6 separate regions of the Mus musculus genome follow, and all the other regions are linked to region 1. A link is a contact called in public HiCAR-type, HiChIP or PLAC-seq and promoter capture Hi-C data. All regions are on one chromosome and are shown on one strand. The core of a region is the stretch at or near the end of the contact, and the rest is flanking DNA. Distances in the headings are between cores, read along the strand shown. Region 1 holds the start of Zfp763 (zinc finger protein 763). Region 2 holds the start of Tapbp (TAP binding protein). Region 3 holds the start of Angptl4 (angiopoietin-like 4). Region 4 holds the start of Akap8 (A kinase (PRKA) anchor protein 8). Region 5 holds the start of Marchf2 (membrane associated ring-CH-type finger 2). Region 6 holds the start of Cyp4f17 (cytochrome P450, family 4, subfamily f, polypeptide 17).

Region 1 (5,110 bases), core at 1,705-4,204:
CATGTCCAATGTCAAAGCACTCTTCATATCTCTAACTTCTTTAATCCTTGTTGATAGTTGTTGACAGATCTGGCATTCAGCAACAACAAAATTCACTATTTGGGGCTGGTTCCACTCCCTATTAGCAGCTTTCCTCAGCAGGTAGGATCTTGTTCTAAAGTAAGCACTCCCTTAATCTGTTTATCTCCTCAAATACAGGATTTAGCTCAATTGTACTTCCTGGTCCCTTTTATTACTTAAACCAAACATTTTGTATTTTTCCTTCCTAAGGTGGCTAATCTTGATTAAAATACTCTCCATGAGAGTACACCAGAGGGCAAAGTCTATGCTGAGCTTTTCTGAGACTTCCTTTGTCAATGCAATTAGTATAAATCAGCAGACTCTTTAAGCAAGGATAAAAGGCAGCAACACTCTTCACTAAAACATCATAAGAACGAACTCCAGAGATTGAATCACCCTCAGCCCAATGTCTTCCATATTCCTGCTAGGATGGCCCATTAAGTCCCACTTAAAGCATTCCATGACTTTGCAAATCCCAAGTCCCCAAATCTACATTCCTCCAAACAAAAACACGGTCAGGTCTATTCCCAGCAACACCCCACTCCTGAATTGAAAATATAATGACTGGAGGATATGAGCAGTACCGTGAAATGCTGTGTTCAGTGCATGGCACGGCTGCTGCATACACGAGTTAACAATAGCTTGTGGTTACCCACACAAATACTGCATGAAATCATGCCAGTAAAATAACTCCAGCAATGGACTTGGGAGTGGCTTCCAAAGCCCCACCATTAACTGAGAGGCAACTGCTGGAATTTCAGGATTTCACTATGATCAGCAATGGCTCATATTTTTAATCCCCTCAACACCATTTCTAAACTCCTTCTCTTATATGTGATTATTTTTCCCATATAAGGAAGACAGTTAGGTCTTCTACTCTAATCACCCCCTTGTACGTGGTGTGCTTGAGCATGCATCCTCACATGGGCACAGGCACATGCGCACTTGCTTGCACACACACTCACACACACACACACACACCTGACATTCGAATGGACAATTGTTAACAAACATTTGTATGTCTTTAATGTGTAACTCTTATTGCAATAAACTATATAACTATATTTTGCTTGATTTCCTTTTTTTTAATTTATTTTTTATACACATAAAAAATATGTGTGTCTGTGTATGGTTGTGTGTTTACAATTTGTGTGCAGGCTCTAGAGGCCAGAGAAGAATGTCAGGAGTTGGATTTACAAGTGTTTGTGAGCTGCCCAACCTGGCTCTGGGAACAGAATCCAGGTTCCCTTGCAAAAGTGGTAAGCATTCTTGACAATTGAGTCATCCGACTCTTGAGATCCTACACTTTCATTTTACTTTGGTATTATTTTCTCTTTGAATTCTATTAGAAAATCAAAAATGCTCTTTTCTAAATACTGTGTCCCAAGACTTTAAAAAAATTCATTGTACAAGTAATTTAAATTTATTTTCAAATAATAGTATAACTATAACCATGTTTCATAACAATGTTACCCTCTCCAAGGTCCTTCTCATTTTAGTATGTAACTGCTCATTATTTTACCTATAATTAGCTAAAATTGTTATTTTACTTATAATTAGCTAAAATTACCTAGTACCTGCTAACGTTCCCATCAATTTGAGCATGAATACAATACAGAGAGAATTTTAAAAAGTAGTCATTTTCTTTGTATTATTTAATACTTTTTATGCATAGCAGGATATAAAATCAATATACAGTAAGCAATGTCATTTCTCTACTCCAATAAAGACTAGAGTGGAAGGGAAAATCAGAAACAAAATACCATTCATGGTAACGGGAAAAGAATTAGAAATAAAGCCCAGTAAAAGGGTAAAAAGACTTCAGCGATGACAACTTCAAATAGTAAAGAAATAGAATACTCAAGTCCACGAAGTGGCAGAAATAATACTGTTCAAATGAATATTCTACTGAAAATACCAACTCCCCCACACCCCTAAAAGAATGTCATCTGGTAAATACTGATCAAATACTCTTAGTCACAATTTCTTCTATTTGGAGAACCGGCCTCCAGCACACAAGCAAACGATGTAGATTGGCAAGCACCTGATCTACTTTACAGGGCTCACAAAAACGAAGTCTAGGAAAGCTTTTTAAAAACCCGAATTTTGGCTTCAGAAATGGTCAGGGGGAAAAAACCCATCATTGTACTTCTCTACTTTCTCTAAGATTGAAAAATTTGGCCTACTCACAGACGGCACAATTAAATACTCTTTAATCTCATCTTTAAAGGGCAGCGCGCGCGCGCACACACACACACACACACACACACACACACACACACACACACACACACACACACAGAGAGAGAGAGAGAGAGAGAGAGAGAGAGAGAGAGAGAGAGAGAGAGAGAGAGAGAGATTAATAAGTTCTCCCGGCCTAGTGTTCAACTGCAGTACTGTGAAGAATATAATTTACAAAGGCGATGAGAGAAAAGAATCGAAAGCAGCAGAGATATGCCTATAAGGCATACGAGCAACTGCTCACACCACCCAAGTCCCCTTACACCACAGTCTGGACTCCGCGTCACCAACCTGCAGTGCTGCAGTGTCTGCGGAGGCGCAGGTTCCAGGTGAGGACTAACCCCATGAAGATAGGGGCCTGGAACGAAGTAGCTTCCCTAGGACAGAACAGAGCGGGCTCCGGTGCCCGGTCGCCTGCTCTGCGCACAATTCCAGTGTCCCGCTCCAAGGCACACTAGGCTGCACAGCACCAAGGGAACGGCAGGCAACAGCGCCACAGACTGCAGTGTCACAAAGCTTTCACTTACGACTCCAGGAGCCCAAGGCATACTCACCATTTCCTCTTTCATATGCATCCAGGTGTTCTTCCTAATAGGCCTAAATACAGGAGATATAGTCCAGCCCCAACACCACCACAGACCTTCTCAACAACACAGGACTCAAACATGGCGGCAAGGGCGGGACCTTCCGAATGTACCGGTTCGTCATTGGACAGTTCATGAATAGCAGTAACAGCATCCCTGATTGAGGAAAGATAGTGACAGCCTTGAGCTTAAATGCCTTAATTAATAACATTCCTCTTTCCCAGTGCAGTTAGAATAGCGGATTCTTTTGTACGCCAGTTTTTTTGTTTGTTTGTTTGTTTGTTTTCCTTTTGTTTTTTAAGTGGACTAAGCCGGTTCCGACCTGTTTTATAACTTTGCCTTTAAGGGGAACAGGCTACTTTATGCACTTTGTTCTTGTGAACTCTGGGGCCCTCTACTGCTTTGATTACAGTGTCCAAGTTTGCCCTGCACATTTTTGATTCAAGTTCTTAATGGGAAGACCCACAGAATCAAAGATCTGTCCAGAGACAGGAACCAGGAGATCCTACTATGCAAACTCATGACTTTGGAATGAGGTAAAAGTGTTGTAAAGCTCTCTCACACGTTATGTTTCAATTTATTGATTTTGTTTGCTTGTTTTTATTGTTGTTTTGAGGCAGAATCTCTGCTATGTAGCTGTGGCTGTCTAAGTACTCACCATATACACCAGGCTTGTCGCGGATTTACAGTAATCCAACTGCCTTTGCTTCCAGAATGCTGGAATTTAAAGGTGTGGGCCACTATGCACTGCTACTCAACCAATCCATTTTTTTAATCAATAAAATTAGAGCAACAACCAATGAATACAATTATTGAATTACAGAAACACGAAGTTACATAGCAGTAATATTCAACATAGAATTCAAGACATATATAGAGTAACTCTTCAATTCAGACAAAAAATTTCCTTGGCTCAAAATCCAGAGGGATGTCTACATCTACAAATATACACATACATCACAACCGTCAACATCACAGTGACAAACAGCCCTTCTGTAGTGCTGAGGTAGAGACAACTAGGAAGTCTGGGAACTCACAGAGGATGCCTTCTATTGCTTCCTGTGGTGGTGGTGGTGGTGGTGGCAACCTCTTTCAACACCTTCATTTAGGTGCTTCTCAGCCATTCGGTATTCCTCAGGTGAGAATTCTTTGTTTAGCTCTGTACCTCAATTTTTAATAGAGTTATTTGATTTTCTGGAGTCCAACTTCTTGAGCTCTTTACATATATTGGACATTAGCCCCCTATCAGATTTAGGATTGGTAAAGATCTTTTCCCATTCTGTTGGTTACCTTTTTGTCTTATTGACAGTGTCTTTTGCCTTACAGAAGCTTTGCAATTTTATGAGGTCCCCTTCCCCCCACCAGACTCAGAAAATCTGGAGGGGAACTAGAAACCAAGAGAGAAATACCCATCCAACAAAGAAATCCAACAAAAGAAATCCAACAAAAGAAATCCAACAAAAGAAATCCAACAAAAGAAATCCAACAAAGAAATCCAGAAGTCAGCACCTGGATCTGTAATTCATCCAAAATCAGATGCCTACACTTAATCATAAAAACACCACCAATAACAGTGAGGCTACAACATGTCTCCACTAAAGTCCAACTATCCTAACCACAGCAGGCCCTGAATATTCAATCCGACATAGCTGAAGCACAATGAAAAGACCATAAAACTGACTGTATGAAGATGATAGATGTTCTTGGGATGAAAATAAATAAATTCTCTAAAGATGGCCAAGAAAACACACACAAATCGTGGAAATAAATAAATTTAACTGTTCAAGACCTGAAAATGAACATAAAAGCAGTAAAGAAAACACAAACTGAGGGAATTCTAGAAATTAAAAAAAATAATGAATTCAAACATGCACTACAGAGGCAAACTTCACTACCAGAATACAAGAGGATGTCAAGTATTAAAGATACAATAAAAAATGAATACATTAGACAAAGAAAATGCTAAATCTAAAAACGTCCTGATACAAAACATTCAGAAAATCTAGGACGGCTATTAAAAAAATCAAACCTAAGAATAATAAAAATAGAGGAAGACGAAGGATCCCACCTCACAGGCCCAGAAAATATTTTCAACAAGACCATCAAAGAAAAATTTTCCTAATATAAAGGACATGCCCATAAACATAGAGAACACCAAACAGACTAGACCAGAAAAGAAAGTCTCCTCACCACATAATAATCAAAACACTAAACATACAGAACAA
Region 2 (5,110 bases), core at 1,549-4,048, 890 kb after region 1:
TAATAGTGAGCCTCAGTTGCCCCGTCTGTACCATGGGGTTGACAGGGGTACCTGTTTTTTTTTTTTAAATACTGTGATGGCTTAAAATCAGTGATGCTTTCAAAATGCTGTTATTCTTTTTTTTTTTTTTTCCCTAGAGACCCCCCCGGCCGCCCTCTTCTTTCCTTTGTTCCTGTGGCTGGGGGGGTATCTCCTTCCACAGCATGGAGCCGTCTGCTCTGTCACCCAGTGGGGCCACACTCCCACTGCCTCTGTCACTGGCTCCACCGCCACTGCCTCTGCCGGCAGCTGCAGTGGTACACGTGTCCTTCCCTGAGGTGACCAGTGCCCTCCTGGAATCCCTCAACCAGCAGCGGCTCCAGGGTCAGCTCTGTGATGTGTCCATCCGCGTGCAGGGACGGGAGTTCCGCGCTCACAGGGCCGTCTTGGCTGCCTCCTCTCCTTACTTCCACGACCAGGTCCTACTGAAAGGCATGACTTCCATTTCCCTGCCAAGCGTCATGGACCCAGGCGCTTTTGAGACTGTCCTGGCCTCAGCTTACACGGGCCGCCTCAGCATGGCTGCTGCGGACATTGTCAACTTCCTCACAGTGGGGTCGGTCCTCCAGATGTGGCACATTGTGGATAAGTGCACTGAACTCCTTCGGGAGGGTCGATCCGCAGCCACTACAACCACTGTCACTACTGCTGCAGCCCCCTCTGTCTCTGTCCCTTGTGCCAGTGTCCCATCAGGGAATGGGGGCACTGTCGCCCCTGCCACCGTAGGCTCTGTCCGTTCCCATACCTCCAGCAGGGCCAGTGAGAATCAGTCTCCCAGCAGTAGCAACTACTTCAGCCCCCGGGAGTCGACTGATTTCTCCTCTACCTCCCAGGATGCATTTGTGGCCTCAGCAGCAGGTAGTGGGAACCGTCGGGATGGTGGCCCGGTGTTCCCAGCCCCTGTGGTTGGCAGTGCGGGTACCACCTCCGGGAAGTTGCTGCTGGAGGCCGATGAGCTATGCGATGACGGTGGGGATGGGAGAGGGGCCGTGGCCCCCGGGGCTGGGCTCCGGAGGTCTAACTGCATGCCTGCCAGTGCAGTGCCACAGAAACACTGGGTGTATGTGAAGCAAGCTAGAAATTGCCCTGCACCAGCCTCCCTGGTCCACCAAGACCCCGATCTAGAAGATGAGGAAGAGGAGGAAGATCTGGTGTTGACTTGTGAGGATGATGAGGATGAAGAAATGGGAGGCGGCTCTGGGGTTCCTGCAGGGGGAGAGCCCGAGGCTACCCTCAGTATCAGTGATGTTCGGACCTTGACCGAGCCTGCAGACAAGGGGGAAGAGCAGGTCAACTTCTGTGAATCCTCCAATGACTTTGGCCCCTATGAGGGTGGGGGCGCTGGGGCAGGGCTTGATGACCCCGGAGGACCCACCCCTTCCTCCTATGCCCTCACCCACCCTCCACGACCCCTCCTTCCATTGGATGTGCCGGGCAACCAGATCTTGGTTTTCCCATCCTCCTCTTCACAGGCTCCAGGCCAGCCACCAGGGAACACAGCTGAGCACGGGGCAGTGACCCTCGGGGGCACCTCTGCGGTGGGGCTGGGCATACCAAGTGGCTCTGGTGGGGCTCCTGGAGGGACAGGCAACAGCGACGGGAATAAGATCTTTCTGTGCCACTGTGGGAAGGCTTTCTCACATAAGAGCATGCGGGACCGGCACGTGAATATGCATCTCAACCTGCGACCCTTTGACTGCCCCGTGTGCAACAAAAAGTTCAAGATGAAACACCACCTGACCGAGCACATGAAGACACACACGGGCCTCAAGCCGTACGAATGCAGTGTCTGCGCCAAGAAGTTCATGTGGCGGGACAGTTTCATGCGTCACCGGGGACACTGTGAGCGTCGGCACCGGATGGGTGTGGGTGGGGTCGGATCTGGACCGGGTCCTGGACCTGGACCCGGGACACCTTCTGGGCCAGCATTGCAACCCAAGAGGGAGTCTTCCACAGTGGGTGGGGGCAGTGGCGATGAGGCAAATTCGGCCACGCCCCCGTCCCATAGGCGTGTCTGGTCCCCACCCAGCGTGCACAAAGTGGAGATGGATTTCAGTGGGGGTGGAGGTGCAGCACACTGAAGAGCAGGCAATTGGGGAGCTTAGTCTAAGAGCAATGGCTCCCGGGGTTTCCCCCACCAAACAGTCTTCCCTTACCTCGGTGGACTTGTATATATTCTAGAGAAGGGCGTGGGTTGCACCGTCGCCAGCCCGTTCCATTCCTCAGCCCCTTCCTCGAGATCTCTGGAACTAAGCTGTGTTTTTGCTTTTCCCCTGAGCACACCAGAGCCCCACCTTCACGGAGTAGTGCCAACAAGGTGGGGGAATGGAAAAGGGACCTTTTGAGCATCCTAGAGTCACAGAGCCAACAGTCAGGTTGTGCTAGTTTGTGCCTGAAGTCTGTGTTTGTGTTGTGGGACAAGGCCTTTGAGTCTTAACGATTGTCCTTTCTCCTCTTGAAGGATACGCCCCTTATTTCTGTACTACCCCACCCTTGCCATGGGGATCCCAAATTGGGTTGTCATGAAAGTGGGTGGACACAAGGTGGGAGCCGCGTAGTATAGGTCTTAATTTTTAACGGTGATTAAAATATTTATTGGTCACTTCACTTGGCTTCCCAACACCCCTCTGTTTGCTGGGACCTGGCACAGGTCTGGGAACGCGGGAGTGTGGTTTTAAGGGAGGTGGCGCGGAGAGGGCACAGCAGGAGGGCGGAGTCTAGGCTGATAAAGGGCTCAAAGTTGGCGCAGTCCGGTGAGCCAAGGGGGTGGGTGCAGGGCGAGGAGTGGCTGGAGAGCTACAGACAGGGTTTCGGCAACTCTGTTTGGCCCCTGTGGGCGGCGTTCCTCCAACGCGCAGTCACGCCCTCACCTGACCAGATCGGGGAATTTCCAGTTCCTCACCCCAGCCTTAGAAGGAAAATGAAAGTGAAAGGGGAAGAAAAGACTTGGTAGGAGAGATCGTAGCACCATGAAGCCTCTGCTCCTGCTCGTCGCTGTGGCACTGGGTGAGCAGACCCCATTTCTTCTTGTTTAGGAATAGACACACTGGGAAGGAGAGGGAGGAGGTCCCATGGCGGGTCTGAAGGGGCGGGCCGGTCGCCGGTCGCCGGACATCCTATGGCCCTCTGGTCACCGGAGCCCCTCTCCCCAGGCCTAGCGACCGTCGTCTCCGTCGTCTCGGCTGGACCAGAGGCGATCGAGTGCTGGTTCGTGGAGGATGCAGGTGGGGGTGGCCTGTCTAAGAAACCTGCCACACTGCTACTGCGCCATGGACCCAGGGGACCGCCGCCCCGGCCAGATCTTGACCCAAAGCTATACTTCAAGGTGGATGGTGAGTCTTCGGGACTTACCTGCATCTGTCGCCTCCTCTTAGCTCACGCAGGGACGCTGGGCCTCAGTTTTCCCTTTTGTAAATACGTTTGGATGCTCTCTAAGTCGTTCACTACTTTGCTAGTTTGTGCCTTCCGGCCTGTGTGTAGTCAGCACATTTCCAGTCCGGGCTACCGTTACACCCTTTTCGGTTCTGCAGACCCGGCGGGAATGCTCCTGGCCGCCTTCAGGCGGTACCCCGCAGGCGCCTCCGCCCCACACTGCGAGATGAGCCGCTTCATCCCGTTCCCTGCCTCGGCGAAGTGGGCTAGAAGTCTGAGTCCGGAGCAGAACTGCCCGCGGGCCCTGGACGGGGATTGGCTGCTGGTCAGCGTATCCAGCACTCTCTTCAGCCTCTCCAGCCTGCTGCGACCACAGCCGGAGCCTCTGCGGGAGCCTGTCGTCATCACCATGGCAACAGGTAGCCGCCGAGAGGCGCGCGAGATGGATGGGTAGTTTTTAAGGATCTAGATGGGCCAGTTCGGCGACTCGCCAAGAGGTTTGAATGGGTCATTTCTTCAACTGGGGATCAGTATATATTCTTTTGTTAAGGGAAGGGAGTTGGTTAGATTTTATCTTCACCCTTCATTGTAGGCTGAGAGTAAAATTGAAACCTACTGTGGTTTGGGGGCGGGACTTTGCAGAGGCGGTCATGGTGTCGGTTTCCAGATCCCAGAGTTTGAGAAACTCATAAGGTTAGGCGTCCCGAAACCCAAATTTTTTCTGCACCCATCCTAGGTTTCAAAAATCACACTTTGAGTCTCTTCAAAGCGCACTAGAGACTAGGGACAGTCAGCCCAGCAAGGAACCTCTTGCCAAGGCTCTCGGCCACGGTCTTTAGTGCCTCAACAGTGGCCTCTAGTGGGCAGAACGGTGGCTTGTGCACAGGTGCGGTTCTGCCGCTTGAGTTCCCAGAGATCCACCCACCACTTTGCTGTGCTGGACAGGGGAAGGGGCACTCTATGGGGTAGATCTGTCTTGAATGTCCTGAATGTTTGCTTTTCTCTCTGGACACCACCTAACAGGTAGATAGAATCGTCATTGGCTTTCCCCATTTCTGGTGCTTTTATGCAAATATTCTCACCGAACTCAGTCCTTTGCCTTCATCATTTGAAGTCTCCAAATGGGGACAGTCTGAAACTCCACTGGCACCTCTACTCTTAGCTCCACCCTGTGCAGGCCCTTTGTGGGGACAGTAGTTCTCTTGAAACCACCTGCCCTCACACTGCTGGTCTTCATGTGGGATGGTGTTGGCTACCTTTTGCCCTATGGGTCGTTTTTTTCCAACTGTAAGAAGTAGGATCTATTTTGCCAGCTACTTTTATTTGTGGCATTGAAGCAAGGCCCTGTGCAGCTATGTGCTGGTCCAATAAATGTTATTAGCACCAAGAAAAAGTTAGGACCCTGAGGTCCCCAGATCGACCTCCAGATAACTAGCAAAGAACCTACTGAAAGCTTGGGCTTGGGAATCACAGTGTATGGGGTGGCCCTGCGTGCTCAGTGACGGGTGATCAGATGTCGACTCACCGTGCTTCTCAGATCTGTCAAAGATAATCCCATGTGGCTTCTGCAGGGCAGGTGTGTGTGCCTCAGTGACTGTATTAGTTATTTGCAGAGTTAGTTTTGTATGTGTGTGTGTGTGTGTGTATGGGTATATGCGTGTGAGTGCAGCTGCCCAGGGAATCCAAAAGAGCTTGTTGG
Region 3 (5,110 bases), core at 1,474-3,973, 750 kb after region 1:
ATTCCACTCTCTCAAGCCCTGTTAGACTCCCAAAAGTGAACAGAGGTATTGTCGCTGATGAAGAGTCATCTGGAGGCATGTCCCCACTCCTCCCACTGAGGCCAGAGACGAGGAGGAAGTTTGTCCACAGTAGGGACCTGTAACCACCTAAAGCCTACCCCACAGTCAGTGTTTCAGTGAAGACTTCAAACAATGGACGGGGTGGATCTGGGGTAAGGCAAGAGCTGAGCTGACTGAGCAAAGGGGTACTCTGAATTAGTAGAAGATGCTGACAGTGGGACTGGGAGACTGAGGCTGGGTGTGTGTGTGGGATACGGCTATGTCTGTTACCAGAAGAAGGGGGAAGAGGAAGAAAAGAAAAAGAGGAGAGGAGGAGAGAAAGAACTTGGCCTTGACAAGTCCTCTAAATTCAGGAAGAACCACCCCCAGCCCAGCCAGGGAAAGTAGGAGAAAGGTCACTGGGGGAGGGGCATGCAGGCACTTTCTGCCAGCCAGCTCCGTCTGCACTGCCAGGAGTGGGGGCAGACCCAGAAAGATGGGAAGTATACTTTCCAATCCCTCGGGCAGCTAGCTCCCTTTCCCCTACTTTCCTCTCATCCAATCGGGACAGGCACACTGCCAAACCACCCATGTGGTTCCCATTAGGGCCAGCTGTTTGTCTCTCCAGCTCTGAACTTTCCTCTACTTGGCTAGGCTGAGTCTGGGAGTTCCAAAGCCACAAAACCACCCCCTCAGCTCTTCTCTTCCACCACATCACCCATCCAGAACCTATGCCTGCCGACCCTGGAAAAGCTCATCCATGACCCTCGCCATGCCTAGGTACTTGCCTAAGTAAAAGCCAGGGGAGGAATTAAGTCTAAGGAGGATTGGGCTGAAAGCCAGCAAGCAGCCTTAGGGTGTGAAGGGGATATCCAAACTTTCACCTAGTTGGCTGTGGAGAGCCACAGATGTCAAGAAGGGTGAACGAATAGGCATGAACTCAGGGTTGGAACTGGGAGCCTCTGACTCTGTGCCCCCCATCCCCCACCCGCCCATCCCGCACTGCGTAGCTCCACACACACTTCAATTTGAAACAAAGTATTGGGCATGGACATCCACAATCTAAGACCTAGAAATTGTGATCGAAACTGTTATGTATATATGTGTATGTGACTGGATGGAAGCATACAGGACAAAGGATCTGTATCTGTAAGATGTAAGAGGATGTGTCTAGTCTAGGAGCCGGGGTGGGGGTGTGCTTACTCTGGTTTTCCCTTTTATAGTTACATCAAGAGATGTTGGAGGGTTCCAAACCTCGGGAACGCACACACATCCACACACAGCCCTGGATTCCTTTGCATGATGTCCCTGAGCTACACCACCATCTCCCAGAACCCCTGAAACTTTAGCTCCTTATGATCTGCCTTCCTCTACTTGTTCTGGTTAACGGCTAATAAGATTTTGGGAAGATTCTTGCTGGGAAAGAATGGTGGGGTGGTCTGGCCAAGCAGGATCATAAGTGAAGAGGGTGCAATATATAAAAATACCCTTGATGAGAGCCTAGTGAGCCCACAGGAACCCAAGGCCAGAATCTCTTTCTTTCCTATTAAGGTGGACCTGACAAGAAGGCTAAGGATTGGAATGGCAAGTGGGGTGGTTGGGGAGTTGCCAGATGACAGCAAAGACCAGAGATACTCACTGTGTAAGTGGGTGGCGTTGGGAGTCAAGCCAATGAGCTGGGTCATCTTGGGAAGCCTCTTTCCCCTCGAAGTCTTGTCTACTCCATTGTCTAGGTGCGTGGGGGCCAAGAGGTCTATCTAAGACCGGGCAGGAAACGGGTGGTTAGATCTTTTGACTCATGCCATAACAACTGCTTAGCCACATTTCATCACTACATTTCACCCCCACTTTGTTTCCTCTTTCCCATTTGGGCCAATTGCTGGGGTAATTACCTGGCTCTGAAGATTCTGTATTCTCAGATTCTGCTTTGATAGGTATCTCTGCTGCTGGGCCACCTTCTGGAACAATTGCTGGATCTTGCTGTTTTGAGCCTTGAGCTGAGTCTGAAGATATGCAAGGCTAGTGAAGACCTGGCTTTATGTCGGCAACCTCCTCTTATTCACCCTCCCTTCTACCCTTTCACAGTCTGCTCTGAGGCCCTTCTCCACCCAGGTCCTGGAGTACTAGACTCGTTAGTCTAAGTAGAGTCAGAGTCCTAGTAGATGCGCCTACCTGCAAACTCTGCAGAGTCTCAGGAGTCTGGCCTTCAGGGACTCTATCCTCGGAGTCTTTGAAGGGTGCATCTTTTCCCTTGGGCCCCTGACAAGCGTTACCACAGGCAGCCATGCGGCGCTCCAGCGCGCCCAGCTGCCCACGGGTGCGCTCCACGTGTTCGCGCAGCCCATGGCCGAGCTGTAGCAGCCCGTGAGCCAGCAAGTTCATCTCGTCCCAGGATGCAAAGCGCGGTGGCTCTGGCTGTGCAGGGCGCCCTTGCGCGCTCAAAAGCCCCGCAGTAGCCGCGCATAGCACCAGGGCAGCGCCTGCTGTCGGAGCGCAGCGCATGATTCTGGGGGTGGCCTTGGGTGCAGCAACGCTAGGACTCCGGAACGCAGGAGTTCAAGACCCAGCAGCTGGAGTTCTGGGGGAGCCGGCTCAGACTTAGACTTGCTCTGGTGCAGAAGAAGATCTGGAGCCCGTAGCTCATAAGCGTTTCACGGTTGCACCTAAAGCCCCACTTTATAAAGCGGGTGTGGGAGTGGGAGGGAGAGCATTGGAGGCGGGGCCCGGGGGCGGAGCGAGTGGCCAAGTTTTAGGGTGCAATGCCACAGGCTTTGTAGTTACGAGTGTGTGTGTGTGGCGTGTGTGTGTGTGTGTGTGTGTGTGTGTGTGTGTGTGTGTATGAAGAGTTCTTGGGGATGGCTGCTTCGCCTTCCTTGCGACCTAATAAGCGACGTGACTGTCTGTGCACTGCATGGTTCATCCTAAGGCCGGAAATTCCCAGCCCTAGCCCGCATCCCAGCCCGGTTCAATGGAGGAAAGGGCGTACAAATCAGGACGTAGATGCCTTCTTTTTTTTTTTTCCCCTTCCCGCTACGTGGATGCCTTCTTGACTGACCCCTTCTCAAGTCAAAAGCAAAGTAGGGCAGAGTTACGTGGCAGAAAGTTCTCTCCCTGGTAGGCTGAGTTCAGATGGCAAGTGGGGGATTACAGAACCTTGCTCTCTGCCTCTTAGAGGCTTCCTGAGATCTTTAATCCACAGACCAGGCGGAACCCCTGCCCCCACTCTCACTTCCACCACCTTTCTGGCTCCCACGCTCTTTCCAGCTCAAGCATTCGTCATTGCAGATGTGTTTGTGAGGATCACTAACACCCTTGTTCAATTAGTCACCTCTTCCTGGCCAAATAGTCAATAGCTGGGATTTCTGTCTACATTGTAGAGATTGCAACCCTAGGCTTCCTCCTGTTGCCTGTCCTCCACCACCAGGGGTCTTGGTGTCCAGGAATTTACCTGCGTTAAAGGAGGATCAGTGTCTGAGGACAGACCTGTCATCCCAGCTCTTGGGGCATGGAGCAGAAGAGTGTGGAATTCATCTTGAGCTACACAAGTGAGTTTAAGAGAGCCTGGGCTACTCTGAGCCAGGTCTCCAAACAACAACAGCAACAACAAAACTGGTGGCACGCACCTGTAAACCCATCACGCAGGACACAGGGGAATAGTACAAGCTACAAGCTAGCCTGCTCTACATAGTAAGTTACAGACCAGTCAACGCTGAAACAGCAAGACCTTGTTTCAAAACAAAACAAAAACAATTCATAGTTATGCATACTTTAACTCCCAGCACTGCAGAGCAAGAAGCAATTGGAGGAAGCTCTGTGAGTTTGAGGTCAGCCTGGTCTACATAGTGAAGTTCCAGGCCATCCAGGAAGAAGACCTTGTCACAAAACAACAACAACAACAACTAAAAAAGCCAGGAGGAACTGGAAATCTATCTTACCAGTTAAGAGCATTTACATCTTTTGCAGGGGATCTAAGTCCAACAGCTCACAGTCACCTATAATTCCAGCTCCAGGAGCTATGGTGACTTTGACCTCCTCAGGCACTCACACACATGCACACAATTTAAAACAGTCATTTAAACATTTAAAAAGCAGGCTGGAGAGATGGTTCAGCAGTTAAGAGTACTGACTGCTCTTCCAAAGGTCCTGAGTTAATTCCCAGCAACCACATGGTGGCTTACAACCATCTGTAATAGGATCTGATACCCTCTTCCGGTGTGTCTGAAGACAGCTACAATGTACTCATATAAATAAAATAAATACATCTTTTTTAAAAAAAATTTAAAAAGCAAACAATCTAGAGAACATCAGCAAAGATTTCCCTTCCACACCCATCCATTCATTCACTCATTCCATACAGCCTAGATCCTGTACTGAGTTTTTTAGTTTGTGTATAAATCCTACCTTTGAGCAGGGGAGAGGGACAAGGCAGAGACAAAAGAGGACTGGGGTGGGGCAGACAGCTTTCCTTGTTTATGCTGCCTGGTTAAGTTTTTATTCAACAAGTTTGCATTGGTGTTCCTTTTTCTGACAGTTCCCCTGAAGCCTGGCACAGAAAACCTGTCTGACAAGAAGACCCTTAGGGCAAATTGACTGAAAAACCCCCAAGTTGAGTCAGCAGGGCTGGGAGCCAGCAGCAAACCTCTGGAATCTGAAACTGCATGCCTCAAGGCTGACATGCAGGCCACTGCTTGTACACTTGACCAGCTGGGCCTTTTGCCAGGCTGATCCCAGCAGCAGTGACAGGCAGACAGGAAGAGTAGGCAGAAAACCCTCAACAAGGGATGAATTCATACATCCACCATCTGTTCTCTCCAAACATCAGCCTTTGGGCACAGCTCATAGCCATTCCATGCTAGTCCATGTGCCATCTCCTTGTCCAAGTCTTCTTGCCTCCAGAGAAAAACCACCAAGATGGGTGTGGTGGTGCATGCCTGTCATCTTAGCACTTAGAGGATAGTAGCAAGAAGGTCCACCTGTAAGAGAAACAAAATAGGGCTGGTGAGATGGCTCAGCAGGCAAGAGCACTGACTGCTCTTCCAAAGGTCCTGAGTTCAAATCCCAGTAACTACAT
Region 4 (5,110 bases), core at 1,023-3,522, 710 kb before region 1:
AAATGCAAGCAAACCATCATACCTTACCTGGCTGAGCTGACATCAAAGCAAAAAAAAAAAAAAAAAAAAAAAAAAAAAGGGGGGGGGGGTGGCGGGAGGGAGGGAACCAAGTTTAGAGGACACAAAACACAGCATTAGGTCACAGTGCCCACTGTACTGGCCTAGCCGCCACATAAGCGGGAAAGCTCAGAGTGCTGCCAGTTATGCCACGAAACTGGGAAACAAGCTAGAAATTCGGTGACATAAACGTTAGGCTTTGCTTCCATGTAACTAAACACTCAACACCCCAGCTTTCAAGCCTCCCTCTGACCTTCTAAGTCACCCCCTACAACACTCCTTTGAACAGAAAGGGAATACATTCTCTTCATTTGTGTTTTTGGAGCCTAGCATATAGTCCGATACAGTGGCACAGTCCCAGGCTGTCGAATGACTTCACTTTGACAGTGTTAATGGTTAGTTCCCTTTCCAGAATATCCCAAAAGCCCCACTGTAACACAGTCCCTTAAATGTGCTGACAGGCACTCAGTACGGCCATACCTAACTGCTACTTAGAAACCAGGGAGGGGCTGGCCAGATGGTTCAGTGGTTAATCGCGCTGACTGCTCTTCCGAAGGTCCCGAGTTCAAATCCCAGCAACCACATGGTGGCTCACAACCATCCCTAACGAAATCTGATGCCCTCTTCTGGAATGTCTGAAAACAGCTACAGTGTACTTACATATAATAAATAAATCTTAAAAAAAAAAGATTCTTTTTCTTCTTCTTCTTCTTCTTCTTTTTTTTTTTTTTTTTTTTGGTTTTTTGAGACAGGGTTTCTCTGTAGCCCTAGCTGTCCTGGAACTCACTTTGTAGACCAGGCTGGCCTCAAACTCAGAAATCTGCCTGCTTCTGCCTCCCAAGTGCTTGGATTAAAGGCATTCGCCACCACGCCCGGCTAAAAAAATTCTTAGTTAAAAAAACAAAAAAACCAGGAAGGCTGCAAATACCCTAACTGTATCTGTAAAATTATTGGCTGGTAGAAAGTGGGAGTCACCATGAAGTTCCCTAGACCAAAGAAGTATAGCAGGGTTGTGACAGGTATCTATCTGGTGGAAAGGCTAAGAATGGAAGACATAGATCTAGGATCCCAAAGGCAAAGAGCACTAGGCTGATACCCAAGCACACGTGTTCATCACACCTCAGGCCTCTCTGGCAAGTCCAATTCTAGGGATCTTGTTACTCTGCTGCCTCTCAAGATCCCTTCCTTAGCCGCCAGAAGCCACTAACCACTCCCTGTGCCCACTTCCAACCCCATTCCACATGTTCCAACTATCTCCTGCGGGTAAATCTCCGTACAGAGTCAAGGCCTCCCAGGAGATTAAAAGCAGATAGCTCGAGAACCGACGCCTAATTACGAAAAGTTGCTGACATTTAGGTTAGGAAAGGCAACGTTCCCGCTTCCGCAGACCCCCGTAATGTTACAGTCCAGAATCCCAGCCCCTCAGGCAGCACACCTCCCACGAGCACCTCACGCCGCGTACACTGCAGAGACCCAGCCAGGTTTTCCCAAAAAGCTGCACCGGGTGTAGCCGCAGTGCACAGCTGGGCCGATCGCGCGCTGCCCGTAAGCCTTCAGAAAAGCGAGCCCGGGGACACGAGCTCTCAAGGACGACCTGCGGAGGATGAGCTGAGACTCTCTCCTCGCTACGGCCGCCGCAACCCAGCCGGACCTCAACCCCCTCCACCCCCCGCTTCCTCAGCGTTCGCTTTAGCCCCGCCCCTGGAGCCGCCATTTTGTGGCGTCTTCGGAAGAGAAGGCGGGACTGAGACCGCTCGGGTCCTGGGGTCCCGCAGCGATGAGAGCCACTCGGCTTGCACAGTGAAAGCGGTCCAGAACGCATCCAGAAACCGGCCACAGCGTCGGCCTTCGCGCCTCATCCGCACCCCCCGCCCCGAGTCCTACCGGCCAATCCACGCGCGGCGCTTCGGGAACGATTGCGCAGAGGCCCAATAAGGGAAGCGCGCGCGTCCGGGACAACTCCACACAGAACCGGGCTGCGGCAAGTGCGTTCCGGCTGCAGGCTAAGCCCGAATACCACATGCGCCAGGGTCTCCCGTGGTGAAGAAGAGCCCACACTAACCTCCGTAGCCTTGCTCCATGTCTGCGACGCGACCCGCCAGCAGATCCTTGTCTTAGATTCGCTCAGAACGCATGCGTTCAACGTGCTGTCTGCTACTGGAAGACGAAGAGCGTACGTCTCTTTCTGGGCGCTACCATTGGTTGCTCAAATGGGCCCGCCCCCGCCGATCCGCCCAGCCTTCCGGGTTGCAAATCTACAGCATCTCGGGAGTTGTGCCTCAAGGGTAAGCTAGTGCGCAAGAGCGTCCAGGTCCGCGCACGCGTGAGCGGTTCTAGCGCGTTTACCCGCGCGCAGGCGCACTTCTAGGGGCCCGCCCTCACCACAGCACAAACGAAGACCTCAGATGGGAAAGCACTTTATTAGGCTGGACTTCCAGCCTCGGCCACGGGAGCCCTGCCGGGTAAGGGTTATGGACCCCCACCGCCCTCCTCGTCGTCTTCCATGTCGAGGCCCGGGATCCCGCGGATCTGACACTGCAGCGCTCCGCCCAGCAAGGGTACAGGGCTCTCCTCCTCTTCTGGTGGTGGCGGAGGTGGCGGTGTTGTAGTCCCTGGGGCGGGCTCCAGGGGCACGGGGGGCTGTGCCGGCACGCCCTCTGTGAGCTCTGTCGCTTCGCTTGGTGCCCCTTCATCCAGAGCGCCAGCCTCCACCTCGTCTTGTTCCTTTTCCTCCTCTGGGTTGTCAGTGAAAGGATTCTCGCCCTGTAGAGATGGATAGAGACTTTAATGGGAGGTAGGAATCACTGGGATAGAATGGGGACCAGGCTCACACAAAGGTCAGGACTAGGACAGTGCTTTCGCCTTTGCCTCACCTTCAGATATCGCTCCAGCTTCTTGCTAATGAGCTTGTTGTTGAGAATACTGCGGGCCACCATAAGCGAGGACTTCTTGGACTGCTCCATCATAAGCTATGGGCAGGGCAGACAGGGCTGGTGAGGCTGCTCTAGGAATCCAACAAACCCAGCTGAGGTTCAGATTCACCAATAACTAGTCCTAGTGTCTGTAAGTGACCTTGGGCGTAATTCCAGTCAGTCTGGACAGGCATGCAAGGAACTAGGATTCGATCTGATCACCCACACCTTATTTGCTGTTTGAAACCTGATCTGCTTACATAGAAACTATAGTAAGTACTGGACTTAGTGGCACAGGCCATGTAACTCCAGGACATTAAAGTGGAAGGCCTACCTGGACTACAGAGTTTAACGGTTTACATGGTTTGACTATGTCTCAGAAAATAAAAGACGGCTGGGAGCTAGAGAGATGGCTCAGCGTAAAGGACTTGTTAGTATTTCAAAGACTCAGGTTCATTTTCTGCCACCTACAAGGTGGCTGACAACAATCTCTAATCTAGTTCCCAGGAATATGAAGCCCTCTTCTGGTTACCACAGGCACCAGGCATGTGAATAGTGAGCATATGTGCAGGCAAAACATACAAGAAAATAAAAAATAAAAAAATAAAACGTAAAAAGGGGGAGGGGGCCAGCTGGAGATAATATAATAATTTGATGATAGAGTGCTTTCTTAGTATTCTTAAAGCCTTAGTTAGGTTCAATCCCCATATATATACACACACACCAGATGTAATAAAACTTATTAAAAGTAAAACGTAGGGCTGGGCTTGGTGGCCCATATCGTTAATCCCAGCACTTGGGCGGCTGAGGTAGGAGGGCAGATCTTCCTGAGTTCAAAGCCAGCCTGGTCTCAGAGCAAGTTCCAGGACACAGAAAAACCTTCACTGCCACCCCCCTCCCCTCAATTCCAGTGACAACAAAAAAAGTAAAATGTAAAAACAATAAAGGGTCTGGCAAGATGACTCTGGGTAAAAGCACAGCTTGGCAAATTGAACCCAATTCTAAGGTCACATACAATAAAGGAGAGAACCAACTCCTGCAAGTTGTCCTCTGACTTCTACACACATGCTACCTCCCGCCCTCCCACAGATACACAGACATACACATGCAGTCACCTAGGAGCAAATTGTTTAGAACCAGTAAAGAGGGTATAAAAACAGCCCTAGCAATGCACACCTGTAAGCCCATCACTTAAGAGGAAGAGAGGACTGCTGCAAATTCAAGGCCACTCTGACCTATAGAGTGAATTCCAGGACAGCTTGGACTACATAAGACTGCCAAAACAAAATGAGAATATAGATGAAACTATATTTAAATATTGTGCATCATTTTAACTCACAGGATTTGGATATGAAGAAATAATGGTAAAACTGAAAAGAGACACTTCTCTACTGGTGGAGCAACTGGTTATAGACTTGAAAAGCTATTTGATGGAATACACAAGAAATACAAATTTGCCTCAGTAATTCCTATCCCAAAGTTTTTTTTTTTAGTTTTTTTGTTTGTTTTTCTTCTTTCGAGACAGGGTTTCTCTGTGTAGCCTTGGCTGTCCTGGAACTCACAGGCTGGCCTTGAACTCAGAAATCCGCCTGCCTCTGACTCCCAAGTGCTGGGATTAAAGGCGTGCGCCACCACCCCCGGGCTCCTATCCCAAAGTTTAAGAACTAGAAATAGACCGGCTCCGCGGATCAGGGCCTCTGGCAGAATAGAAGACATTTATTCGATTCAGTGGGAAGCCTGGGCCTTTTGTTTTGTTTTGTTGAGACAAGGTCTTGCTATGGTAGCGTAGGAGGTTCTGGGACTTGTTTGGTTGTTTTGGAATTATTTTTTGTTTGAGATATTTTGTAGGCAAGGCTGGCCTGATCTCACTATGTAGTCCATGCTGGTCTCTCAGATTTGTGGCAATTTTCCTGCCTCAGCCTTCCAGGAACATTAGACTATGCCTGGTTTATAAACTGGCTCTGAACTTGGGATCCTCTTGATCTCCTAATGCTGGAATTGTAGATCTGTACTATCATATCTGAGTCATTCTGTCTGGAATCAACATGCTCGGTCATTTCTTCAGTCATAGGAGTACAGACATGATTATGAAACCAAAGAAAGAATGAAAGGGAATTGGTTCTCTCTCTCCAGCATGAGTG
Region 5 (5,110 bases), core at 1,588-4,087, 690 kb after region 1:
CTCCCGAGTGCTGGTATCAAAGGCGTACGGCACCACGCCCGGCTGTTATTAATTTTATTATGTTTTATTAATTTTATTTTACATGTATGAGTGTTCTACTTACATGCACATATGTCCAGTGGGTGCTTGAAGAGGCCAGAAGAGGCAAATTGCATCTCAATGAAATGGAGTTACAGATGGCTGTGAGCCATCATGTAAGTTCTGGAAACTGATCCCAGATTCTCTGTAAGAGCAGCAAGAATTCTTAACCAACTCCAGCTCCTAGTTTTTGTTCCTTTGTTTGCTTTCCTTTTGAGACAATGCTTCATTACATAACCCATACTGGCCTTGAATTCTTAGTGATTCTCCTGCCTCAGCCTCCTGCCCGCTAAGATTTCAGGAACGTACCATCACACTCAGATTCTTTTTTGTTTTTTTTTTACATTAATGTATTTAGGGGTGTTGTTGTTGTTGTTGTTGTTGTTGTTGTTTTTGTTGTTGTTGTTGAAGGAATACGCCAATAAGAAATAGGAGTAAGGTAAGCATGTGGGCACCTTACCAGTGTCTTCATCACTAAAGGAAATGTTTCTCCCTCCCTCAGCAACCATGAACTGCCCACACACAGATTCTCAGGAAAGCTTTGTAAGTAACACCTGGCCCTCAAATACGTTAAGTAAAAACTCTGTCACTAAGCTACAGTCCACACTTTTTTTTTCCACCTAGGATGGTATAAACCTTATGGCTATGTGATTCTGGTTGTACCCAAACCTGCAGCAGGCATCCTGCCTCATTTGCCTCATTCTCCTGAGAGCCTGGGCTGACTATAGACATGTGCCACCAAGAACAGCTTCCAGAGATTTCCTTCTTTCTCTCTTTTACTCTTTCTTTCTTTGTGTTTAAAGTCTGGTAAGATGGTTCCGTGGGAAAAGGTACATGCCACCACCAACTCTGATGACTTGAGTTTAATCCTCAGAACCCAACCAGTAGGAGGAACTAACTCCCAAAGCTGTCTTCTGAGCGCTACATATGCTACCATGGGTGAGGGCTCACAAACTCACACATACACAAAACCAAACAAATGGATAAATGTTAAAAACACAATTGTGGGCTAGAGAAATGGGCCAGCAGTTAAGACTATTTACTGCCCTTGCAGAGACCCAGGTTTGGTTCCCAGTACCCATGTGGTAGCTCACAACTGCCTGTGACTCCAGTTCTGGGGAATCCAGCACTTTCTTCTGACCTCTGAGGGCTCTTACATAATACACATAAATTCACAGAGGCACACATACATTTAAAAAAAAAATGGTATGGTGGCACACAAGCTTAGTCCCAGCACCTGGAAGGCAGAGGCAATCCAATCTCTAAGTCAGCCTGTTCTCCGTAAGGAGTTCCAGGACAGCCAAGGCTACAGAGTAAGACCTCAAAAATAAAAGAACTAAACAATACCAAAGTTACACTAAATAACCCAGCGGAACCTTGAAGTCTTCCTGCCTCAGCCTCCAGAGCACCTGACCTAACAGGCCTGTACCACCATGCTCCATGCCCTAGGCACTTTATTCTGCCTCTGTCACTGATACTGTATGTCTTGATTCAAGTTAATTTGCTTTTCTGGGCCTCATCCATCTCTTTCTTACTTTAGGGTGTGTGTGTGTGTGTGTGTGTGTGTGTGTTGTTTTTCTTGGCAGTACTGAGATAAAACAAGGGCCTAGTGCATGCTAGGCAAGTACTGAGCTAGACCCCCAGTCCAGAAACTAAGTTCTAATCCCAGAAGCTCTACTTCCTATTTGCTGTATGGCCTTGGGCAACAGCTTTAACTTCCCTGAACTTCAATTTACTCATTTAGATGAAAGGAATTACTTTTAATACTTCTACCTAGTATGTTTCCCACTAACCACATTAATTCTGACTACAGAGTTTTTTTAAAAGTGTTTTCCCCAGGCATGGTGGCGCACACCTTTAATCCTGGCACTCGGGAGGCAGAGGCAGGCGGATTTCTGAGTTCGAGGCTAGCCTGGTCTACAAAGTGAGTTCCAGGACAGCCAGGGCTATACAGAGAAACCCTGTCTCGAAAAACAAAACAAAACAAAAAAAGTGTTTTCAATTATATTTATTTTGCTTGTATTTTTGCATATGTATGTGGTGTATATTCATGCAAGGGTGTGTCTATGGAGTCCAAATGACAACTTTCTGTTGTCAGTTTTTCTTTCACCATATGAGACCTCAAGACTGAACTCAGACAACAAGCACCTTGACCAGCTGAGCTATCTTGGCAGTCCCTGACTACTGTTTGAAAAACAACATTTTCAGTACAGTGCACTGAGTAGCTTTTTGTGAAGCGCCCCAACTCTTTATAATGTTAATAATCACCCAAACAGAACCGTTATGAAGAGGGTTTCAGAGTGACATTAGTCACTTATTGACCTCCTACTGTATGCCAGGCGCTTTTCTCATCAGCCATTTCCTAAATCATGTTGGCTCCGAGATGACCCACTTTTCCTAGATGGGGAAACCGAGGCTCACAGAGGTTTCTCCTGCGTGGCGAGGCTCGGAGACCTCTCACCAACCTTGAAATGATAATTGAGGTGCCTGCGTCCTGAGCAGGGCTAAGTAAGGCCAAGGGTAGCGCCCTATCTGTCCCGCTCGAGTACTCAGCCGGAGGCTCGAACCCGGAACCTGGGAAACCTGCCTACATACTCGGGTCAGGCCCATTCGCTGTTCCGTGCCTACCTGTTCCGCGGCCGGGCCGGGCGACCGCGCAGGCCCCTCGGTTCTCCCTGGCCCGGGTCCCGGCCCGGCCCGGCCCGTCAGCAGCGGCTTGCTCCGGCTCCGGCGAGCACCTGCGTCCGGGCACCGCCCGCCGAGCAGACAGCACGGCGAACCAATGAAGACTGCCTCTGAGTATCATCTGCCAATCAGCATACACGCCCCGCCCAAGAAGGTGGGGCCTTCAAAATACGGGACGTCCTGGGCGGTCCAGGCCCCGCGGCGCCGCAGCTTCTGACTCCGCCCCTGCTGCGTTCTGGCTCCACCCCCAAAATGGACCCCGCCTCATCCCAGCTCCTCCCCCATCCCAATCTCTGGCTGTAGACTTGCTGCCAGAGCCTGGAGCAGAACAAAGGCGAGCTTAAGTAAACAACTTCACACTTGCCAAATAACTTCTTTCCGCCTTCTTCTCCGCTCCCCCCGGCCCCCGTTTGTTTGTTTGTTTGTTTGTTTGTTTGTTTGTTTGTTGTGTTTTTTAAAGACAGTTTTAATGTAGATCAGGCTAACCTCGTACTCACTCTGTAGCCAAGGATAACCTCTCTGATCCTCTGGCCTCCACCTTCCCAGTTCTATCGGGAGCTAGAATGGAATGAAGTTTTTCTTCCGTGCTAGGCACAAACAGTGTGAACTGAGCTACATTTTTATCACACTTACCAATCCTAGGGTGGCTATGATCACATTTTGCAGAAGGAAATCCGCCCAAAGGGGTTAGAGTTCTGTGGAGGAAACTAAAGCCATCATCATTTACTCATCAATTATTCAAGCAAGACATACATTCAAAAAATGGAGCAACAGATGGTAGAAAGAGCTGTTGAGATAGATCAGCGGGCAAGAGCTCTTGCATGGCAAACATGAGGATCTGAGTTAAAATCCCCAGCATCCACATAAAAGAGCTGAATAGGGCCTCGAACTCCTGTAACCTCAGTGCTGTAGATGGTGTAAACAGGAAGATGGCTGGGGTTTGCTGTCTGCCAATCTAGCACTGGTTTCAGTGAGAGAACACTTAGCAGTACTTGCCTAGCATACACAAAGCCCTGGGCTTGGTCATACATGCCTATAATCCCAGCACCCAGGAAGTTCAAGGTCACCCTCAACTACACAGAAAGCAAGGCCAACCATATGAAGGAAAACCAAAAAGATCAAAATTCTGTAGGAAGCATTATTATGGTCCAGGCATGTGCAAGACCCTGGGGACACATTAACTAATATAAATATTGTGAGACAAACATTAGCGGTTTTTAATCATTGTGTTTGCTTATTTGTTAGAGACAGGTCTTACTGTGTAGCCCAGGTCCTGCCTCACCCTCACAAGCGTAAGATTATAGGCATATGCCACCACAGCCCCACGTTATTAGTATGAATTATTATTCTTACAATGCCTGTGATGGAGCCAGCAGCCTGATACATTAGGTAGGTGCTCCACCACTGAGCCACACCTTAAGCTTCATGGTGGTGGTGGTGGTTATGGTGATGCTGATTTGGTTTGGTTTGGGTTGGGTTTTTGATAGAGGGTTTCCTAAAGCCCAGTGTGGCTTTGAAGTGGATATACAGACAAGGATGACCTGGAAATCCCGCTTCCAAGTTCTAAGTGTGGGCATGCCTGGCATGAGTCACCACGCCCGGCTTTAGTAACATTTTTTTTAATTTGCCCACAGAATATGAACATATAAGAAACAATGTAGAATCACTTTTGTTCAGTTCCAACAGCAACAGTAAAAAGAAGTTTAAAAAGTTAGATGTGCTGGCACAGGCCTTGAAGACCAGCCGTCAGAGACAGAAACAGGCAAATCTCTATGAATTGTAGATTCTGTGAGGTAGGCCAGCCTACTTGACACAGCCATAGTGAGACCTCCTGTCAGCAGAAAAAGAAAAAAAAAAAGCATAAAACTCAGAAATTATAAATCAGGAGTATTTCGCTCACCCATGCCTCGTAACTATCATAACAAAAATTACTATTGAAGACACTGAGACTTGACAAAAATGTTTATTCAAGGACATTTGCTGAACAATTTTTGCACTTTCTCAGACTGATATCACTCTTGTTATTGTTCACCATCTCCAAGGATATCTCCTTCTCATTTCACTCTTACAGTATTCCCCTTGCCTCTACCTCTCCGAAATGTACTTAGTCTGCAGTGGTACACATCTTGCCATCTTGTAGCTCTCCATTATCTGTCTTTCTTTATTTTTGCTTTGTTGTTCTTAGCTGAGACAGGATCTCAGGTATCCTAGGCTGGCCTCCAATTTGTTGTGTAGCCAAAGAGGGTTGCTCTTGCCTTTATCTCCTGAGGGCTGGGATGGCAGGTCTCCATCGCCACTCTGGAACCCCTGGCTTTATGCATGCTACGCAAGCACTCCGCCAACTGAG
Region 6 (5,110 bases), core at 1,617-4,116, 530 kb before region 1:
AAAGAAGGTAGCTACCCCCATAACAGACTTGCCACTATTGCTCCAGTGCATATGCCTCGCCTACTCAGTTATTGATCTAGCACACTGTCTTAGTTGTTTTTCTGTTGCTCTGATAAAGCACGTGACCAAGGCTACTTGGTCAAAGGAAAAGGGGGAGTGGAAAGGTCAAGGAAAAACGTTTATTTTAAATTATAGTTCTAGAGGGTTAGAGTCCACAATGGCAAGAGAAGCATCGTGGAGTGTGGTAGACATGGTGGCTGGATCAGTAGCTGAGAGCTCATGTGTCAAACTGCAAGCACAAGGGAGAGAGAGAACAAGCTAGAAGCAGAGGAGCCTTTTAAAGTCCCAAAGACTGGCCCCAGTTATATATTTCCTTCAGCAAGGCTGCACAAAGCCTCCCCCAAAAGCACTACCAGCTGAGGGTCAAGTGTTCAAATGCTAATACTATGAGGGACACTTTTCATGCAAACCCCTACAATCCACTGAGTCCGCAGGTGAGTAGGACTGTTGAAGATTCTTCTCCATCATCCGAAGAGCAATTCCACCTGGATGAAGGTTACCCAGTGGGGAAAAAGCTTCCACTTTAGTTCTAACCTGAACTTCCTCTTTTTCATTTACCTTGGAACCCCAGAACAGAGAATGGTGCAGCCAACATTCAAGGCGAGTCTTCTATTCTCAGCTAAACCTTTCTGGAAGCCTTATAGACACACTCAGATGTCTGTTTCCATGGTAGTTAAGTCAAGGAGATTATCTAGGTTCACCATCACCATAACTAAGATACCCTTTGGGATGGTTAGTGTTACTTGCCAACTTGACAAAATCTAGAATCACCTAGGAGATGGGCCTTCGGCAGGCTTGTGGTCTGCTTCAGAGAAAGTTCCATAAGCTGCTGAGAAGCATGAGTATTCTGGTGTGTTTAGATGGAATGTTCTGCAAATGACTGTAAATTCCGTTTCATCAATGATGCCATTTAATTCAGATATTGTAAGAATGTAATGTTAGGCCCTGTGGTGTGGCCATGGTGGCAGTTCAGATCTTTGTGGGTTTGAGGCCAGGACTGATCTACAGAGCTAGTTCTAGGACAGTTGTTTGGTTTTGGACAAACCAAAACCAAAACCAAAACCAAACAACAACAACAACCCCCCCAAAACCTAAAACCATAGTCTCAACACACACACACACACACACACACACACACACAAAGAATGTAATGTTAGAATCCAGCTGCTGTTCAGACTGTAATACCTTATGGCCTGCCCCTTCTTCCCACAGATATCAACAGGCACCCCATGAGGACACTGCCTCTTAATCTAGATTGAACTGAGGTTGTCTGGCTTGTGTTGACTATGGTGGTAAGAGCTTTTTACCCACGGAAGCATCTCACCGGGTTATGAGTGACTTCTCTATTCTTTCTCACTAGTTTTCATTTGAAGATTCTTTTGTCAGATGATAGAACAGCAACACACTTGCTTGCTTGTGTTCTAGGTCCATTTCCTTGGCATACCCTTAAAAGTCTGTGAACTAACATTTTATTTATTTGTGTGTGTGTGTGTGTGTGTGTGTGTGTGTGTGTGTGTGGGCACACGTGCCTGTCATGCCATGGGTGTGGAGGCCAGAGGACAGTTTGCAGGAGTCAATTCTCTCCTTTCATCATGCTGGTCAGTTCTATGGAGCAGAGTGAAGCTGTTAGTCTTGGCTGCAGGTGCATTCACACTGAGCCATCTTCCTGTCCCCTGAGATAGCTTAGCGTCCTTTCACCCTGAGCTAGAATCTTATCTGCCTCTTGTAGTGAGATATTTCTTAGAAGCAGCAGATCCATGCTTGTGCCTTTATCTGGGGTGCAGTTGAGACTGAGAACACCCGAGTTATTGAAAGGTGTTTGTTGATTCCTGCAATTTTGTTGATTTTGTTTTCCTCCTTCTTCCTCTCTTGCTTTAATAATATTCTAGTGTGTTTTATTTATTTATTTATTTATTTCCTGGACTTTGTGGCCTGATTTCCCCCTCTTCAGCCTGAAGGATTCTATCAAGCATCTTCTGTAGAGCTGGCTCAGTGCTCATAAATGCCTTTGTTCTATTTTTACCGCTGATAGTTAAAAAAAATGTCCTTCTTTATGACAGACAGCTTTTCTGGATGCAGCAGTCTGGGTTGGCAGTTATAGATATCTTTTACGGCTTGAAGTCCGTCACTTGCGCATCCTTGGGCTTTTACCCTTTCAGTTGAATGAATAATAGTGTTATTCAGATGGGCCTGCCTTTGTATTGTGAATGGTGTTTTTCTCTTGGAGCTCTCAACGTGGTGCTGCTGACCCGGAGCCCACAACCCCCTCTCTCTTCTCGCCTGCCTGGATTTCCCCACGACTGGCGGCTCAGCTTGACCCCTCCCACCTACTTCCTAACTGAACTCTGGTCCCTCAGCTGGGAGTTTTAATCTTCAGAATCTCTTTTAGTCCGTTCCAGCACGGCCGGATTCTTTGTTTCTGGAAGTCTTGTCTCCACTCGGAACCTGGATTACTTGGAGGGAGAATTCTGCCAGGTTGTGCAGCTGGTAGGCAGAGGCTCGGATCCTTTCAGTCCGAACTGGAAAACACTGCCTGCTGCCCTCTAGCCTGCAGGTCCTCAGAGGACCTGCGGAGCCTAGTGAGAACGGGACAGATTGTAAACTTTGGGTCTCTAGACACCTTTGTCTTGGTTCAGATGGAAGGTGTTGAATCCTGAGGACCCTGCTTGCCTGGACATGTGACCCTGGATTGGCTCCAATTGCTTCGGGTTGGCCCCGCCCCCGCCCCGCCCCCGCCCCCGCCCCCCGCATTTTGATATTCTACCCAGGCTGGGAGGAGGGCTCTGGGCCACCGAGGGATTGGCTCAGTCCAGCTCATCGTCCTGCTCAGCCGGTAGCCAGGATCAAAAACATTTCCAGGGAAGAGCGGACGTTTCTGGGACGCATTACTCCTGAGAAAAGGTGCCGGACTTGGGACACACGGAAGGCCCCTACTGAACAGTGGAAGCTCTGTTACAGCTGGGGTGGCTCTGCAGGCAGGCCTGATTTCCCAGTTACTACGCTACATACCTGTGCTTCAGTCTAGGCCAACGCAGACTATAAACAGATCCTATCTGCCTCTCTCCTGCCTGATTCTCTGTCTCTCCGTAGCCCTGGGTGTCCCTTTTCCTTCCTGTGTTCTAGTCCTCTAAGTCACCATCTCTGTCCAGTGACCATGGAGGGCCACCTCTGTCTCCTGGGCCTCAGGATCTCACTTCTGGCCTATCTTTCTTGCAGGATGCTACAGCTGGGCCTGTCCTGGCTGGGACTGGGGCCTGGAGCTGCCTTCCCATGGCAACTTCTGCAGTTGGTTGGGGCCTCCTTGTTCCTGGCTCGAATTCTGACCTGGATTTGTGCCTTCTATGACAACTACTGCCGTCTCCGCTGCTTCCCCGAGCCCCCTTCGCGGCACTGGTTTTGGGGTCACATGAGCATGGTGAGTGTGGCAGCAGGTAGGTCTGGTGTGTCAGGAAAGGCTCTTAGGAACCTGGGAGTCGTGAGAGGGTGGAGAGGTGAGGGAGGGAGGCTGAGTGAGTCTCTATCTAGTCACATACCCGGCATATCTACTCCTGGCCTCTGTCTACACCACGTTTTGAGGCTTTTTTCTTTTTTGCCCTTTCTCGTTCCCAGCTAACTTCGGATCACATTCTGATAAGAACTCATGTTTTAAGATCTCTTTCTGTTGCTTGTTCAGTCCTGTTCTGTGTTGTTAGTGCCCCCCACCCCACCCCACCCCAGGATAGGTTGAGGGAGCAGAGCTCTCCCCCTCAATGTGCTATTTCACTTAACGTTGTTGGAGTTGAGCCTTTCTAGTGGAATAAATTGGGTATGCTCCTTTCTTAGCCCATCTCTGCTGGCCAGAGTCTCTTGAGGGACAGCGATGCTGAATGGCAGAAGTTGACATCCCTCCTCTCCAATTTTTAAAATTCTTTCTCTCTCTCTCTCTCTCTCTCTCTCTTTCTTTCTTTCCTTTCTTCCTTCCTTCTTCTTCTTTCTTTTTTTAAATGAGATTTATTATATATTGTATATAATATATAAAACATATAATATATTTTTATATATTTATTATATATTATATAATATATAAAATATATAATATATATATATTATATATTATATATATATTTTATATGTATGTATCTTGCCAACATTGGTGCTTGTGTACCATGTGTGTGCCTATTGCTCAAAGAGTTCAGAAGAAGGCATTGGATCTCCCAGAACTGGAGTTATAGGTGGCTGTGAGCTACCTTGTAGGTTTTAGAAATCAAAACCATGTCCTTTCCAAGATTAACAAGTGCCCTTAACCTCTGAACCATATCTCCAGCCCCACCAATTCCTCCCCTGTCTTATCTAACTCTTCCTCCTCAAAAATGTGTCAGAGGACTCCATTGTCTGAATTAGGTCAGAGTTGAGCACTCTGTTTTCCTCTGTGGTATTGAGGTGACACACTGACTGTCTTGTGCTCCCTAGAAAATGAAGGGTTCCACTACTAGGCCAGCCACTTTTCCTATTTTTCCAGAAGGCACCACTGTGGCCTCTCCTGTATGGCTACACATCCTGGAAAGACTTCTTACTCATATCCAGTGCCCTTTGCTTCAGACCTTCCTACGGCCAGAGCCACATTTGGCACTTCAGGGTCACCTATAAGGGTACCACCTCTAGTGGCCTGGATTCCCATGCCGCTTTCTCTCCACAGCCCTCTTTTCGTCCAGCTTCCCAGTTTGCCTTCTCTCCTGTCATATCTCCTTTTTTCTCTCCCAGTCCAGGAGCTTCCTTCCAGTTACTCTGTATTAGGCAGGGCTTTCCAGATTAATAGAACCATCTACATCATGCCATTTTGTTACTTGAATGGTGTGCAGCCAGTGGGCTGAGGAATTCAGTAGTCATGGCTCTCAGCATGTTGGTGAGGCTGGGGACCAGTAGCTACTCCAACCTCAGAGATGGATACCGCAGCTGTTCTAACCTGTTGCTGAAGGCCTGGAAGAATCATGGAGCATTTCTGATCTCCTATCAGAAGCTGAGTTCTGATGAAGAAGAAGCACACTCATTGTCAGGAAGTGAGGGCCCAGGG

Evidence for each region. Promoter capture Hi-C pulls out the DNA fragments that hold promoters and counts their contacts. HiCAR-type assays count read pairs that join an accessible place to other places. HiChIP or PLAC-seq counts read pairs in DNA pulled down with a chosen protein or histone mark.
Region 2: a FOXA1 HiChIP or PLAC-seq map of pancreatic cancer cells shows a contact between it and region 1. The contact joins the promoter of Tapbp here to the promoter of Zfp763 in region 1. A contact is called at or near these places in 2 of 115 datasets of contacts at active chromatin or transcription factors (embryonic stem cells and pancreatic cancer cells).
Region 3: a contact with region 1 is called in a promoter capture Hi-C map of embryonic stem cells, with 2.5 times the contacts expected there. The contact joins the promoter of Angptl4 here to the promoter of Zfp763 in region 1. A contact is called at or near these places in 5 of 39 promoter capture datasets (the 3T3-L1 cell line, embryonic stem cells, hippocampal neurons and 1 more) and 3 of 115 datasets of contacts at active chromatin or transcription factors (embryonic limb bud, embryonic stem cells and pancreatic cancer cells).
Region 4: a contact with region 1 is called in a HiCAR-type map of astrocytes, with 3 times the contacts expected there. The contact joins the promoter of Akap8 here to the promoter of Zfp763 in region 1.
Region 5: a promoter capture Hi-C map of hippocampal neurons shows a contact between it and region 1, with 4 times the contacts expected there. The contact joins the promoter of Marchf2 here to the promoter of Zfp763 in region 1. A contact is called at or near these places in 12 of 39 promoter capture datasets (the 3T3-L1 cell line, 3T3-L1-derived adipocytes, cranial neural crest and 6 more) and 2 of 115 datasets of contacts at active chromatin or transcription factors (astrocytes and bone marrow-derived macrophages).
Region 6: a promoter capture Hi-C map of hippocampal neurons shows a contact between it and region 1, with 2.2 times the contacts expected there. The contact joins the promoter of Cyp4f17 here to the promoter of Zfp763 in region 1. A contact is called at or near these places in 1 of 39 promoter capture datasets (hippocampal neurons) and 2 of 115 datasets of contacts at active chromatin or transcription factors (both in bone marrow-derived macrophages).

Annotation. Positions count from the first base shown.
Region 1 is chr17:33,030,427-33,035,536 of GRCm38.p6, forward strand. It overlaps Zfp763 (zinc finger protein 763), which reads right to left and starts at 2,955. Exons shown (of 4, transcript NM_028543.3): 1 at 2,856-2,955. The coding sequence starts at 2,876.
Region 2 is chr17:33,916,680-33,921,789 of GRCm38.p6, forward strand. Tapbp (TAP binding protein) reads left to right here and starts at 2,799. Exons shown (of 8, transcript NM_009318.2): 1 at 2,799-3,045; 2 at 3,192-3,371; 3 at 3,570-3,830. The coding sequence starts at 3,009. Zbtb22 (zinc finger and BTB domain containing 22) reads left to right here. Exons shown (of 2, transcript NM_020625.3): 2 at 138-2,646. The coding sequence starts at 204. The coding sequence ends at 2,120. Gm19412 (predicted gene, 19412) reads right to left here and starts at 3,817. Exons shown (of 2, transcript NR_168019.1): 1 at 3,391-3,817; 2 at 2,610-2,947.
Region 3 is chr17:33,778,852-33,783,961 of GRCm38.p6, forward strand. It overlaps Angptl4 (angiopoietin-like 4), which reads right to left and starts at 2,724. Exons shown (of 7, transcript NM_020581.2): 1 at 2,212-2,724; 2 at 1,932-2,042; 3 at 1,679-1,796. The coding sequence starts at 2,541.
Region 4 is chr17:32,318,966-32,324,075 of GRCm38.p6, forward strand. It overlaps Akap8 (A kinase (PRKA) anchor protein 8), which reads right to left and starts at 2,273. Exons shown (of 14, transcript NM_019774.5): 1 at 2,120-2,273. The coding sequence starts at 2,138. It overlaps Akap8l (A kinase (PRKA) anchor protein 8-like), which reads right to left. Exons shown (of 14, transcript NM_017476.2): 13 at 2,931-3,026; 14 at 2,459-2,820. The coding sequence ends at 2,527.
Region 5 is chr17:33,715,840-33,720,949 of GRCm38.p6, forward strand. Marchf2 (membrane associated ring-CH-type finger 2) reads right to left here and starts at 2,838. Exons shown (of 5, transcript NM_001252480.1): 1 at 2,707-2,838.
Region 6 is chr17:32,503,618-32,508,727 of GRCm38.p6, forward strand. It overlaps Cyp4f17 (cytochrome P450, family 4, subfamily f, polypeptide 17), which reads left to right and starts at 2,867. Exons shown (of 13, transcript NM_001101445.2): 1 at 2,867-2,961; 2 at 3,277-3,475. The coding sequence starts at 3,278.